2 separate regions of the Danio rerio genome follow, and region 1 is linked to region 2. Evidence: chromatin contacts called from public Hi-C data. All regions are on one chromosome and are shown on one strand. Each heading gives the region's core, a stretch centred on a gene start, on an enhancer-like site or on the middle of the called end of the contact. The rest is flanking DNA. Distances are from core to core; before and after follow the strand shown.

The links. Hi-C and Micro-C count contacts between places; a contact is called where the count stands out from the background.
Region 1: a Hi-C map of embryo shows a contact between it and region 2, with 3 times the contacts expected there. The contact joins the promoter of pitx2 here to the enhancer-like site in region 2. A contact is called at or near these places in 2 of 18 Hi-C or Micro-C datasets (caudal fin and embryo).

What each region holds. Positions count from the first base shown.
Region 1 is chr14:40,838,250-40,845,404 of GRCz12tu, forward strand. It overlaps pitx2 (paired-like homeodomain 2), which reads left to right and starts at 5,737. Exons shown (of 3, transcript NM_130975.2): 1 at 5,737-6,287; 2 at 6,993-7,155. The coding sequence starts at 6,107.
Region 2 is chr14:40,543,871-40,551,605 of GRCz12tu, forward strand. No RefSeq gene overlaps it. Among named protein-coding and RNA genes, the nearest start is that of zgc:77938, 36 kb to the left of the region's middle. Within about 2 kb of position 5,836, at least 4 of the 62 cell types and tissues checked have an H3K27ac peak or open chromatin away from gene starts, as enhancers often do.

The DNA.
Region 1 (7,155 bases), core at 4,487-6,986, 290 kb after region 2:
AGTCAAAGCTCGTGAGAGGGGGAAATGCACCACTCTCTGCGTCTTTGCGCGGAAAAAAAGTTCCAGTCGTGTAGGCTCTGCAAAAAATGAGTTACTAAAGCAACTTGTTAGGTTGTAACTGCAAACACTCTGGGTTGAAGATAATATATTCATGTTTTAGTGTTGTTTAAAAGAACCCAGAGATATCCCTTAACGTTCCCGTTGAGGAAGAAGAGGTTACGCTCCTTTTGGACCTGGCAGCAAGAGTTTATGTACCCGGACATCATCAAGGGCAAAGATAAACTTTTTCAGAGGTGTGGAATTTATCTTTTTTAAAGAGAGAAAATCAAGACTGGCACGGCTGCAAAGCAACGCTTTTCAACAACCACTGGTAAGTGCACATGACACCCTATCTTGAATGTGAGATAATGCAAGTGAAGGAATTCGTTCCACCTCGGGGTTGCAAGCCATGGGTGAACTTCAGCTTTAGTGCAGTTAGATGGAGAGGCATGATAAGTGATGCTCTGGCAGGTCCCACCTTGACTTTGCAGTTGATAATAATATATCGTTAACACTGAGACAAACGGGACAAGGACAACTTTACAGTTAGAGCGTGTAATGTACATTAACACTTGTATTATAAGCAGGAAATAAATCATGGCAACGAAATTTGCTTTCAAAACTAACAAATTTTATTGAAATACAATATAAATACTTTTAAAATAATCGTGTAAAGTCCCGGAAAGTAATGTAATTTTGTTTTAAGATTTGCATTTAAATATGTATTTATTTAAAGAGCATTTAAAGCCCAAGTATTTAATAATTATATTATTTTACTATCTTCAGTTAGGCTAATGCAATTTACAAGTATAAACATTTAAATTGACCATCTGAAGATAAGAACATCTTGTCATATTGTAAAATATTGATTTAAAAAGTACCATAACAGTTTATAAAATTAATACATCAATAATCTAAATTTCATTCACCTCAGCTAAAAAACATAGGCCTAGGTAACACGAAAATAAATAACATTATTAAGAAATCCGTATACACGCAAGACTTGGAGATAATCATGGTTCTATCCCTAATATTAAACGAACAGAGTAACTATAAATCAAATTTTAAAGAAAAAACGAAAACAAAACCTATTTTCTAAATATTTTCTTCAATTAATCTCTAGAACAAATTAAAAAAAGATATTAGTATAATGGCAAGCTCTGCTTTTGTTCTATTTAAATAGACCCAAATAAATTTCTAATAGAAAAATACATTCCAAAAATCTACACACACATTTTGCATGTTTTTCTCTGTTAATGCGCTTTATTACTGAAATTGCATTGATGTAGTCAAATATAAAATTTTATTGTGTCAAAACAAGTGTAATATTGTGTCTTACCTTTTTTGTTTTAACGGAATTTTATTCACACATTTTATTTAGGCATTTGTATAAAATTCGCTTAAAATTACACACCTTCAAAGTTATCGAGTCTGATTTAGAGGCCTAAATCAAAACCGAACGGATGGCATAATCAACACACTCATAACGAAAACAAAACCTTCACCTTTTAGGCTACTCTGGATTGTAAATTTAGACACTTATGTAAAATAATTTAGTAATTGGTACTAGTATGTCAAAATAATATTTAAAGCAATAACTTTTGACTTCACACAAAATGCGCACTACTGCGTACATCCAAAAAAAAAGGCACAAATTTAATTTCCAGACTCTCAAGTCTTTGACTAAAGGCACAGATGCGAGGCAGGTGAAATAAAGGGAGGGTTGAGGTAAAGCGTTGCATTCGGAGAGAGAAAAATGGAGAAGGAAAACGGTTAACAGCAGGATTGCATGCAAATTTCCGACTGAAATTATCATAAGCAAACAGATGAAGCCTGGGCTAATAAAGGCCCATCTGTGTTACTTCATATCGGGTTAGTATAGAGCTGCGATAATGAATTTTGTAATATCCAACCGACAGACATCTCAATCAGACACTAATCCCTTGATTTTACCGCGGAATCACTCAACTTCTAGCGCTCAAACTGCTCTCTCACCCTGAAACACACACACACGGCGCACTGTCTCTCCTCTTTGTGCGTTGTTTTCATGCGCGTTTGGAGACACGAGTCTTAATTAGGAGGGACTCGAGCAAGCGCTAAGGGATTTCAAAACAAATGATGAGGAATGTGCTCATCCTATTACAGATAGGAACTATCCAATATATCACAGTAGATTTGAAATAAATCATCACTGAGTGGCCCATCCGGTCAGACACACATTTAAAAATAAAGGTTGTAATACAGGAGATTTTGAAGATCAGAAGAACCTCAGTTCCCCCGAGAAACGTTGCTAAAAGAGACACTCTTTTTAGTGTGAACAGTATTTAAAAATACAAAGAGAATGTTCCGTTGTTAACAACCTATGTGGAACTGTAAGATTTCGTTGATGTTAAATGTTCTTCATTGAACTTCAATGCCAATAAACAATCTTTTTTGTTTATAAACCAAACGTACTCAAACAAAAGCTGACCTACACTATTACTGTTGACATACTATAAACACTGTATATATTTGATACACGTGCCTAACACTTAAAATAAGCTTTTCTCTTTATTTCACAGGTAAACAACATATAACCTACTAAATGGACTCCCACTGCCGCAAACTTGCATCAACGTGTGCTCAATTAGGTAAGATATTGGTGAATGACAACTCCATCTCCTTGCTAGGCCTTCAGAAAAAAATTTAATTTATTATCAAAATTGATTGGATTTGTTTGGCCTTTACATAAAATTATCTGAGGTAGAAAACGCGCTCATGAGGGTGTAAAACACCTTTGGTGTTTGATATGACTTTTCATTGGGAAAAGCGGAACCATTAGACGTTTATAGTCAAAGATGGACATCTGCTGGTAGGACAGGATCATACAAGGGTATGTGGAAAGGTCTTCGTAATGCCGCGTAGCAGCTTCTTCAGATTATTTTGGGATTGTAAAGCCTCTGATTTTAAATGTTCTCTAAATTATCTTGAAAATTATAAGACAAAATGCTCGGTTATAGCCTAAAACGTAGTCCATTGCACTGGAGTAATCATGTGGGTCCTCGATAAAATTTGAAAAACATTCATCTCATCTTTCAAATGTTCATTAATATGCTAATTAAAATACAGATTTAATTGAATTATAAATAGGTGTAATATACGTGTATCAAGTGTAAAAAAAAAACAATACAATTAAATTAGCATAACAATAAAAATAAATTGAATAACCCGCCTCCTCTAGCAGTTTAAGAATTTGTCGCATCAGAACAATTTTTACAGAAACTCAGACAAAATTAAGGGCTAATAAAAGGTTGATACGCAATGCGTGTACGGCTTCTATATCATCTGGCATCTTTATTAAGCTAATTAAAGCAAATAAGAATAAACCACAAAATCTACTTAGTCGCATTTGTTTGCCTTTCTTTTCTGCTTCTCACTTTGCTGATACACAAGATAAAAGTAGAAAATGAGCATCAAAATGCAAACAGCAAAGTAAGGGGAAAAGGCATTCGAGAGACTTGATTACCGACAATCTCGTCTCTTGTGCGGTAATATATGCAACGCTTGTTAGATAGACTCGGGGGAAAAGTAAATGTGTAATGAAAGCCTCCTCGTGAGGAGGAATATACTAATGGAAGAATCTAATGTCCTCTTAATCCTATGGAAAAGGCTTTGTCGTCTCCCTTATATTGACTGAATTGGTAATTAATGGCTCTGTGGTGCGCCATGGCCAATAATCCACAGCAGGCAGTGAGAGCGCTCTGAAGCATTTTGAGGGTCCACAATAAATACAGAGCAATAATCTAGTCCACATATTTCAATGCGTTTAACAAAAATGCACTTGTGCCATTTTCAATAGAATTTCTATGAGTAAAAAATGCGTAACACCTGTCATTATTAAGCACATTTCAGTGGATGTAATTATGATTTTACATGAATAGTTTGTGTTTTCAGATGGTAGTACAATCGGTTTAAAATGAATAAAAATAGATTCCCTTGCGAATAGCGATAGACTTTTTACTTTCAAAAAGGGGAATAAATGGCAATGATAAAATGAATAGCAAGTGTTAAAAACAGGCTGAAAAATATTTTTTAATAATGTTCTGTGTCTAAGCACTAGTGCAATGAATACGAGGTCACATCTAAAACACCTGTACATACAAGATTTGTTGGTTCTATATATTCTCCATATTAAATAATATCCAGTACGAAAAATGTGAACTGAAAAAATGTCGTAGATAAGTCGGTCGGGTCGTTTTCGTAAGCAGTTGAGTACCCTTTCCCCCCTTAGTATGGACTTGATTTTGCAGGACACACACACACACAAAAAAAACTTTCTGTGGATCGCCAAGATACAATTAAAGTAATTATTTGATTGTTAATTTAACTTTAATCACAAAAGCTTTAATTTAGCAGTTTTCAAGATTGAGATCGGTTTATCCAAGTTTACTATATATATATATATATATATATATATATATATATATATATATATATATATATATATATATATATATATATATATATATATATAACCCATTTGCTTTGATATTTTCAGTCGAATGACTACAAAAAAATACAATCCTAAGTAACGCAACGAGAAAGGATTTTTCCTTCTCATCTCAAAAAACACCTAACCTGTAAAACTAACAATTCAAAATATACACAATTTTATTTGAAAATGAAGATCGGGAAAATTATAAATAAATTAAAGTTGTAACATAAATAAATGTTTGGCATTTAAATAAAATGCGCAGTTTTATATGATTTGGCATGTAAATGACGATGGCGATGTTTTGAAGAAACTTGACACAAGGTGAAGGAGCTGGAAGTCATTAAAGATGCTCATTTAAAATTCTTAAGCAGATGAGCGTCTTATCAGATTAAATGTAGCCTACTCAGTAAAAGAAAAGTGGGTGCTTTCTCTCCCGCGAAATAATCACGGGCCGAAAGTGTATACCTCGCCAAAGTAATATACCTCGCCAAAGTGCTTTTAATCCTTATATTAAATTATATAAAATGAATACAAGCCTGAATAAACTTAACTTTAACTTGAATATTTTTTTCCTAATATGATTTTTTTTTTTATTAGGCCTCTGTGTATCATTTATGATTAAACTTTTATATGGGACAGGTTTACTTGAAAAGAAAGAAAGAAAGAAAGAAAGAAAGAAAGAAAGAAAGAAAGAAAGAAAGAAAGAAAGAAAGAAAAACAAACAAACAAACAAAAACAAAAGTATTTGACACTGTCAATTCAAGCTAATGAATAATAATAGATAATAATAATAATAAATAAAAGATTTTGTGCAGTTGTTTAGTCTGTGTTTGTTAAGTCTGGTGAAATTGTTTTATTGACGACAGAACTCTCTAAAGTTACAACGCTAATAATACGCTTTATTTTGTTGTAATAGCTGCTGAGAAAACCTAACCTGGGTTTTGAGCGTCAGGTGTACCATGATAAATGTTAAGTGATGTTAAATCAAGTGAATGCACGTTTTTTTTATTTACATGTTTTTAGAGAGATAGAAAAACATCTCAAACTGCATAGGCTGCATTTTCTCATTTCTTGGGCCGATTCATAGTCGGTTTGCCATAAAAGCTGACATGTATAGGGTTTAATGTTCCGTCAGATTGAGGGCGGAGTTTGTGACGTCAGGACGCATAGAGCAGCTCGGTTGGACAGATAGAGGGACAGCTGAAATGAAGAGCGAGGGCTGTGATGTGCAGGAGAGTGTGTGTGTATGCAAGTGGATATAATATCACATACCTGTCCCTGTCACTCTGGCTTTCCTTGCTCTCGGCTGAAACCGAGATATCTTTTACCCAGTCGAAACGGGAAAAAAATCTTTCCTTAACACTGGGCTTGTTTAATCATATTTTTTTATTATTAAAGCCGTTTCAGGAGTGTCGCTTTTAGTGGTTTAAATGAGAAAGGAGCACTGGCAACGCTTGCCGATACTTCACTGCTGGACACATTCGTTTCTTTCTTTCTTTTATTTCTTTTATTTATTTATTTATCTGTATTTGTGACCTGCGCTGAGGAAGTTATAGCTGCTTGCGAGCCGTCGGTAAATCGCTTGTCTTATCCATGACCTCTATGAAGGATCCGTTGAGTTTGGACCACCATCATCACAATCACCACGTTACCGGGAGTAAACACACGCCGCTTTCGATGGCCTCTAGTCTGCAACCGCTTCAGCGGTCTGTGGACTCGAAACACAGGCTGGATGTGCACACGGTTTCAGACACCTCCAGTCCAGAGTCCGTAGGTAAGACCTGAGGAGATTTTTAACTTGAGTGTTTTTGGTTTTGGTGTCAGTTATCATTAAGTGTTCTTCTCGAGAAAGAAACATTTTAAAACTTCGCTCGGTGTGAAAACAGAGTGGGTTAGCCGACAGAGCGAGCCATGTAAATATATCAAGAGGTGGAACAGGCAGTTGATTCGTAGGGCTATTGAAATGAGCTACATAAGTCATACCCTTTGACAGGACTTTATTTACTTAAATTGTTTGTGAAAATGTGGGCTTCACGAATGTTTACACAGTGGCAACTGCGCTTTGTACAGAATAGAGCAAACATTCCCAAACTACAATGTCATTGCTTTCGTGTGATAAAAAAATGCATGCTGCATTTATGGCGGTTAAAATATTTTCTAAATCCTGCATTAGCATTTGAACATTGGGTTTTTACCGGTACTGTTGGCTTTGCCAGAAAAAAGGATGTTAGGATGTTAAAACGAGCGTTATAATAAATTTAATTCAGGAACATCATTAATTAAATTTCGCCCGTTAAATTGTTACCAGGGAACCAACTTGTTATGTTACCATGATGTCAAATATCTTCAATTCAATAAAAAGGAATTAGAGATTTGTCTCCCTCACGCACACTTCTCTAATGTGTCAAAACCGTGCCTGAAGCTTGTTCCTCTGCAATTAAATATTTGTTTAAAAAGAGTGTTTCCTTTTGCATTACAGAGAAAGAAAAGGGACAAAGTAAAAACGAAGATTCGAACGATGACCCGTCGAAAAAGAAGAGACAAAGGCGGCAACGAACGCATTTTACTAGCCAGCAGTTACAGGAACTGGAGGCCACTTTTCAGAGGAATCGCTATCCGGACATGTCGACTAGAGAGGAGAT
Region 2 (7,735 bases), core at 4,586-7,085:
TTCAAGCAGTCCAGTATTAATGCTTTGAAATTCTGCCACAGCACGGTGAGTTACAGGCTCTGTGAATTATATCTTCATGCTAGAGGTAAAGATATGCTTAAAAATCTTCATCCTGGAAAAAATATTATAAACTTTTATGACACCGAGGCGTGGGTTCAATGAAACCACTATAAATCTCCCATCATTCTGAACCAAAAAACAGCGCCATGCCTTCGCCAGATGACTCCATCAGGGGTGTGTGTGCGTGTGTGTTCGGATGAATCCCTGGATAATACAGACGAGGCCCGAGAGCCGGAAACCTGAGCTCTCTTTTCTTTCCTTTTCGCTGCTTTAGATTTTGTCTTTCCTTTTTTCACCTGCAGAGGAAGTAAAGGACCAAAGATTCACTCGCAGGCCAGCAAAAGTGGCTGGAATCAATAAGCATACTATGAGGAACATTTCATTTCAAAGGACTACTACATATGAGGGGCAGTAAATTGTGACACCGAATTTATGGACTTGTTTCTAATAAAACGTCTGCTTGCTGTCACAAAAACAGAATGATAAAAAGCGCATTATTTTACTGGATAAGGACAATAAATATTCAATTTAACAGGACAGTTCTCCAAATAAAGGAAATATACATTTATTCAACCGCAAATGGGTTCAAGTCGATTTGAGTTTCTTTTGTTGACTATATTTGACTATAGAAGTCAATAGTTATCAGTTTCCACCATTCTTCAAAATATGTTCCTTTGTGTTCAACAAAAGAAAGAAACTCAATGTTTATTACTTAGTGAAGGATAAGAAAATTATGGCAGTATTTCCATTTTTGGATTAACTGTCCTTTTAAGAGTTCATTTAGACAACGTTCCGGTGTCCATCTTATTTTATTTGTTTGTCAAGGATCTGTTTTTATTGATCACACAGAAACAATAATGCTGTTATTTCAAAATGCCATTATCATATACAAAAAAGACAAACAAATACTCATTTTTCACTATTTAGGCAAGGCAAGTTTATCTATATAGCACATTTCATACACAATCGTAATTTAAAGTGCTTTACATAAACAAAAAAAAAAGAATCAAAAATATTTAAAACAAATGAAAAGGTGTTTAATAGAAGGTTCTAAATAAATGATAAAGAAAAGAAAGACATAATAGTGCGATTTGTCAGACATAACACAGTGCTCATTCAGTAAAGGCACAGCTAAACAGATGTTTTCATGAAAGAGTTTTTTTTGCACACAATTCAGGTGTCATTAAAAATAAATTGTAAAAATCTTGTCTAATAAATGTACATGCTACACACGTTATATTTAGAATGTGCTATAATATGTGTTGCTTTTAAATCAAACAAATATGATTAACTTATTAGCTAAAAACAACTCAATTAGTTGGGGCAACTTAATATAGTTTGTTCATGCTACAAATTAAAACGTATCTTCAATTTAATGCAGCTCATTGGTTGAATTTTATATCATCAGAGTCAAAAATGAACTTATATTTTATTAAAAACTGAAGATTTAGCATTTTGGCATTCTCATATACATGACAATTGTGATTTTGGGTTTCTGAAAACAAATGTTTGCAAAGAGGTTTAAATGGGTAAGTTTTTGAAAGCAATTCTATTATAGGCTCAGAGCAAACTTTAAAAACTGTATATTGTGAGAAAACATGCAAACATTTACTACATATATATTCATATGCGCATACTTAAAAACAAAAACAACAAAGGTGGACCACAGGACTATATGTGCACAGTGCTTCTTTACAAAGCAACATTGCCATCAACTGGCCTGGCATGCACAACACAGCATTTTTTAAGCTTGTTTTGACACCAAAAACTAAAATTTTCAACAACATCCCTGTTTTTTTATTATTATTATTTTAAAGTCACTGACATCTAAGCAAACACTATAATAATGTTGAGTTGTCATAACCTAATGTTGGGTTAACCGCAACATTCGGTTAAGTTGTGATTGTCTACAGTACTTAAAATGGATGTCTGGCAAGTCAAAAGTATCCATATTAATAAAACAAAACATCCCTAACCTTGCGCTACACCTGTCATCGCTAACAGCAGGCTGACACACTAACTTCAGCATGAAAAATGCTAAGAAAAGAGACAAGTCTCAGATTCATTCACTGAAGCAATTAATTAGAAAGAAGATTTGTACGAATAGACGGAGGGAGGAGTTCTCAAGCTTTCTTGACCATTTTAGGCCTCAGACGAGAGGTTATTTTAAAGACAAATCTCCACGGCGGAGGAACATGACCTTTCTCCCTGTCGCACACTGCCACAAAGGCTAACAAATCTTCCTTTGATGCCGGACACATACCACAGACGCTTCAACACAGGGAATGTTGATGCATATTATAGGCGACATCCGATACGGAGCACACATACGGATCATATCCAACAATGCAAAGCGATTCGGGACTCCTCGTGTTGTCAGTTTGTTAACGTGATGGCCCTTTAGACGAGCACTCAGAACATCGCCTCATTGAAGAAAAACCCAGGGCTTTAGCTCCGGTAACAGTTCCCCTCTGTCAGATTACAATGCTCTGATTCCAGATCCAAGGTTTATCTTTTGCAAATAACTGTGAAATTGCTTGGCACAAAGTCCTTTCACTCAATAAGCTTTAAATAAGATGTCAAGTGTGGCTCTGGTTGGTGGCTAGCTGGCTGGTTGGCAGGACTGGCTGAATTTGAACAGGGATTCCACTGAGGTCTGCTGGCTTGAGACTCTAAACACTCTCAAAATGGATTAAGCCGGACCCTCGGACCCACTAATGCATTCTGGCCACGGACATTTTTAAACTGCTTCGTCTCATAACGGACAGAAAGTAGCAGAGCTGGACTCTAAAGATTAATATTTGCTTTATTTTGGTGTTTGTACCTGTTTAGGACTAACTAAGAGCTGTGCTTCTTCTGCCGGTGGAAAATCGACAGGCTGTATTCCAGGAAAAGTTTTGAACTGAAGGTCCAAATAAGCGTTATGTAAGCACATGTCTGGGAATAACAGGAACTGTCTGTTGCTGTTGCTTTTCAGCCTGTGCTTTTTGCCATTCGTCTTATAACACATAGCTACAAAATACCCACAATACATTGTTATGATATCCAAATTTCTAAACAGTCTTCAGAAATAATACTGAAAGAAAAATATCAAGGAATACAGTGCTCAGTATGATGGAGTACATCTCATTTTGAAAAACAAAACAGATTTATTAAAAAGATATATATATATATATATATATATATATATATATATATATATATATATTTATTTATTTTACTATTATTTTTAATATAAATTTTTAGTCACCAAACAGAAGTAGAAATTGAAAGTTAATGCAAATAATTCAAGCAAAATATTGCAAAAAAAATAAAAATAAAAATAAAAATTCACAACCTACAAAATTTCTACAAAATTTTTCTATTATTTTGCTTCTCTTGATTTTCCTCTTTTTTAAAATTTGTATTCAACTTATTTCTATATCATATAATTTTGTGTGTACTAGTTTTTGAATCGTAAGTTATTTAGTTAAATAAGCTATAGATTTGGCTTCAGTACTGACTAATCTAATGTATATGCACTAATATCATATTGAATAGCTTCCTATTAAAATACGAATTTAAAAGAGAGATGTATTTTTTTTTAATTTAACACATTTTACAAATGTTAACTGTGATCAAGAAGAACAAATCAATCCTAATAACATACTATGATGTCCAAGAAAAAGAAAAAGAGCAATACATGTTAAATAAATGCAACATCAACAACAAAGATTGCACTAATTTGCATACAGTAAATGGTGACTTTGCAGTTCTATTTTACTAAGATATACTTTACAGATTACTAAACAAATTCAGGGCTTATGCGTTAAACCAAAACAGAGAAAATTATTTTAAAAATGAACGTTATGTAATGAGTAAGCATCATGGTGGCACAACGGGTAGCACGATCGCCTCACAGCAAGAAGGTCTCTGGTTCTAGCCCAGGCTGGGTCAGTTGGCATTTCGGTGTGGAGTTTGCATGTTCTCCCAGTGTTTCCTCTGGGTGCTTCGGTTTCCCTCTCGGTCCAAAGACATGCGCTGTAGGTGAATTGAATAAGCTAAATTGGTTGCAGCGTATTAATGTAAATGCAGGAGTGAACAGGTGTTTCCCAGTCTTGGGTTGTGACTGGAAGGGCATCCGCTGCATAAGACATATGCTGGATAAGTTGGTGGTTAGTCCACTGTGGCGGCCCCTGATGAATAAAGGGACTAAGCCGAAAAGAATATGAATGAATGTAATGTGCATTATTAAGTGCATTTTATTGTGTATGGCCATACACCTAAAGCGCTTCACAATAATGAGGGGGGTCTCTCCACACCACCACCAGTGTGCAGCATCCACTTGGACATTATGAATGATGATGATTAGTCATTAAATCAAGTCACATTTTAAAAGTCTTACCTTTTCAATTAAATAAAACATTATTTTAGGAAGAAAATAAATCTTTTTAAAATTAAAACGAAGGGTGGAACGGTGGTGCAATGGGTAGCTCAATCGCCTAACAAGAAGGTCGCTGGTTCATGCCCCGGCTGGGTCAGTTAGCATTTCTGTGTGGAGTTTGCATGTTCTCCCTTTGTTTGCATGGGTTTCCTCCGGATGCACCTGTTTACCCCACAAGTCCAAAGACATGCGGTATAGGTGAATAAGCTAAATTGGCCATAGTGCATGTGTGTGAATGCAAGATTGTATGGGTGTTTCCCAGTGTTGAGTTGCTGCTGGAAGGCCATCTGCTGCATAAAACATATGCTGGATAAGTTGGTGGTTCATTCTGCTGTGGCAACCCCTAATTAATAAAAGGACTAAGCCGAAAAGAAAATGAATGAATGAAGAAATAAAAATTAAAGAAAAAAGTGAAATCACCGAGTGGCAAAGCAAATTATATTCAAATATTTTTCTCCATAAATTCATATTACAATTTGTTCATTCATTTATTTACACGTTTATTGTATGTAATTCAAATGCTTCTCACAACATTTCAATACAAAGTAACCACAATCATTCATTCATATTCACTTTCTCTCTTCCACACTCTCTACCCTAAACAAAATAGCACAGAGGATGATCAGTGATCCCTGGTAAGCCACATTCAATCGCTCCTAAACGGCTCTCGCTTCCTAGCAGAGAAATCACAGCAAACCTTTAAGTCACCAGCTAATTCTTTTTTCAGTTGTCTGGCAAGCCAAAAAAAAAAAAAAACTCCTGCGCTACAACTTAATACCAGACAGGATCACACAGAGAGTCCGACATCAATCTTCAGCTTCTGCTCTCCATTTTATTCCACCCATTCTCTGTTACATTCAGCACAAAAGTCACACACACACATACAAACACACACACACTTGAAGAAAAGATATGTTAAAAAACACATTTCCCTGAAACCTGCCCCCCACACATTCATATATATATATACACACACAAACACCCATACACACACACACATATACGTCCTGCCACTCGTGACCTCCCAATCCTAATCCAATCAATGAGGCCTTAGTCGTCTAATAAAGTGCTGCTCTCATAGTGCAACTTTATCCCTGCAGCTGTGCCGACCCGTTCTCCGGCCAGACCAGGCTCTCCCGCTTCCCTCTGATCACACATTTCAATATGAATGGAGCCAATAAGGGGGTGGATTAGGGGCTGGTTACTCCGTAAATCCCGGGCCGGCTTTGATGCCCCTGCCGGGTTTGGCCCCTCAGTCAAACGGGCAGCCGGCTCTGCCACCTGGCTCAGCCCGCTCGCTCTGTTTGCTCATATGCGCTGATTAAACATGGCATGGCTTGCGTGGCTGCACCGGGCAGCAGATGGCGCCGTGGTAGCTTTGCCCGATTGAGCAGGTGGAGGCGGGGCAGGCTGTGCTGGCTGACACTGGCACACATGGTGCGGGCACAGACCCTTGCCAACCTCGGGATGCATGGCAGGGAGAACAGCAAACATTCCTGTCCCATAGTAAACTGCTAGGCACAAACAGGGGTGTTTTTAACTCCCCCATTCCCACAACATCTGATTCCTAACTCCCCGCCATCCTCGCGCGACAGAGCTACTGCTGATTAATATTTGTTCTTCCTCTTTTGGGACAGAGCAGGACCCAGCTGATCCTGGGAGACGTCCTAATCCCCACTAGAGCCGCGCCAACAGGGGGCGTCGTTTCATTTCCAGCAGGGGGTCAAAGTGTCTGGAATGAGGCGCGCAGGGCAGGGCGTCAAGTTTTGGAGATTAAAAGTGGCGAGTAAATGAGAGAGTCAACTTAGGGTAACTTGCAGAGAGTTTTTTTTCTGCAAATGTTGGGGATTTGAACTGCAAACTTGCTAAGGGAAGACAATGCAGGCGGAAAGGGAACAAAAATGAACTAACAGTTATCACCATACTTCACGGGTTGATGCTTTCTAAAATGTTATTTTTAATTATGCAAGTGAGGCATTATTTAATAAAAATGACTTCTGACACTTAAATCTAAATATTGGATAGTGTCAAGTAAAAAAACTTTGCGTATCAGCAGTGGCGAATTTAACCAGTAAGTAAGGTAAGCGGCCCCTTAGAGCCCCAGGAAATCTGGAGTACCCAATAAATATCTAGACGTATAATTTCTAGAAGTATATTCAGAAGTATAAATAGAGGTAACCAATAAAATAATTATAACATTGTTTTCTATTATATTTTGTATGGTGAAAGTAAAACAAATAAAATGTTAATGTAATTAAATATTATTTAATGTACAATCAAATATATTATTATTATTATTAATATTATTATTATTGTATTAATGTGATGAGATGTAATAATAATACTATAAATTAAAATATTTTTATTTTAATTGTCCACAAATTTGTCCACCACCTCAAAAATGGAGCAGTCCAGCAGTCAAATATATATAAAAATGAATCATTAAAAATGTACAGACTGCATTAAGACAAAACGTAGAAAAGATGTTTGAGTTGTACAAAATATATTAGCAAAATATAGAAAAATAAAATAAAAGTAAAAAAGGGTGCATTTTAGGACTGTGGGACCCATGGCTGGAATCGTTTAGGGTCCCCAAATCACTAAATCCGCCCCTGCATATCAGTCATACCCATATAGAAATATGATGCATAGGAGTATATGCAAATTACATGCAGGTATATAACATACAAGTTCGCATTTGGGATTCATATGTATAAAATATATATGTGGGTGCTTACATGCATTTTTTTCTGACCTTTGGACTTTATTTATTTATACGTTCACATATATTAGATATAATCATATACAGTTGAAGTCAGAATTATTAGCCCCCTTGTTTATTTTTTTTCCGCAGTTTCAGTTTAATGGAGAGAAGATTTATTCAGCACAGTTCTAAACATAATAGTAATAATAATTTATTTTTCTAATAACTGATTTGTTTTATCTTTGCCATGATGATATTTTTCAAGACACTTCTATACAGCTTAAAGTAACATTTAAAGGCTTAACTAGGTTAAAGTTTTTCTCAGTCACTTTGGTGCATTTCTCACAACACTATTTACAATAGGAAATATTGTAAATATTTACAATAAAAAACTAAAACTTTTCCCCCTCTGAGCAAAATACATTTTATTTTGAGAAACAATAAAAATATTTTGTCTGGCTAAGTAATCAAAATAAATCATTGACTTTTGCTGTCTTCATTAGTTTCACAAACACTGATTTCTTTACAACTTGAAAAGGCATATTTAG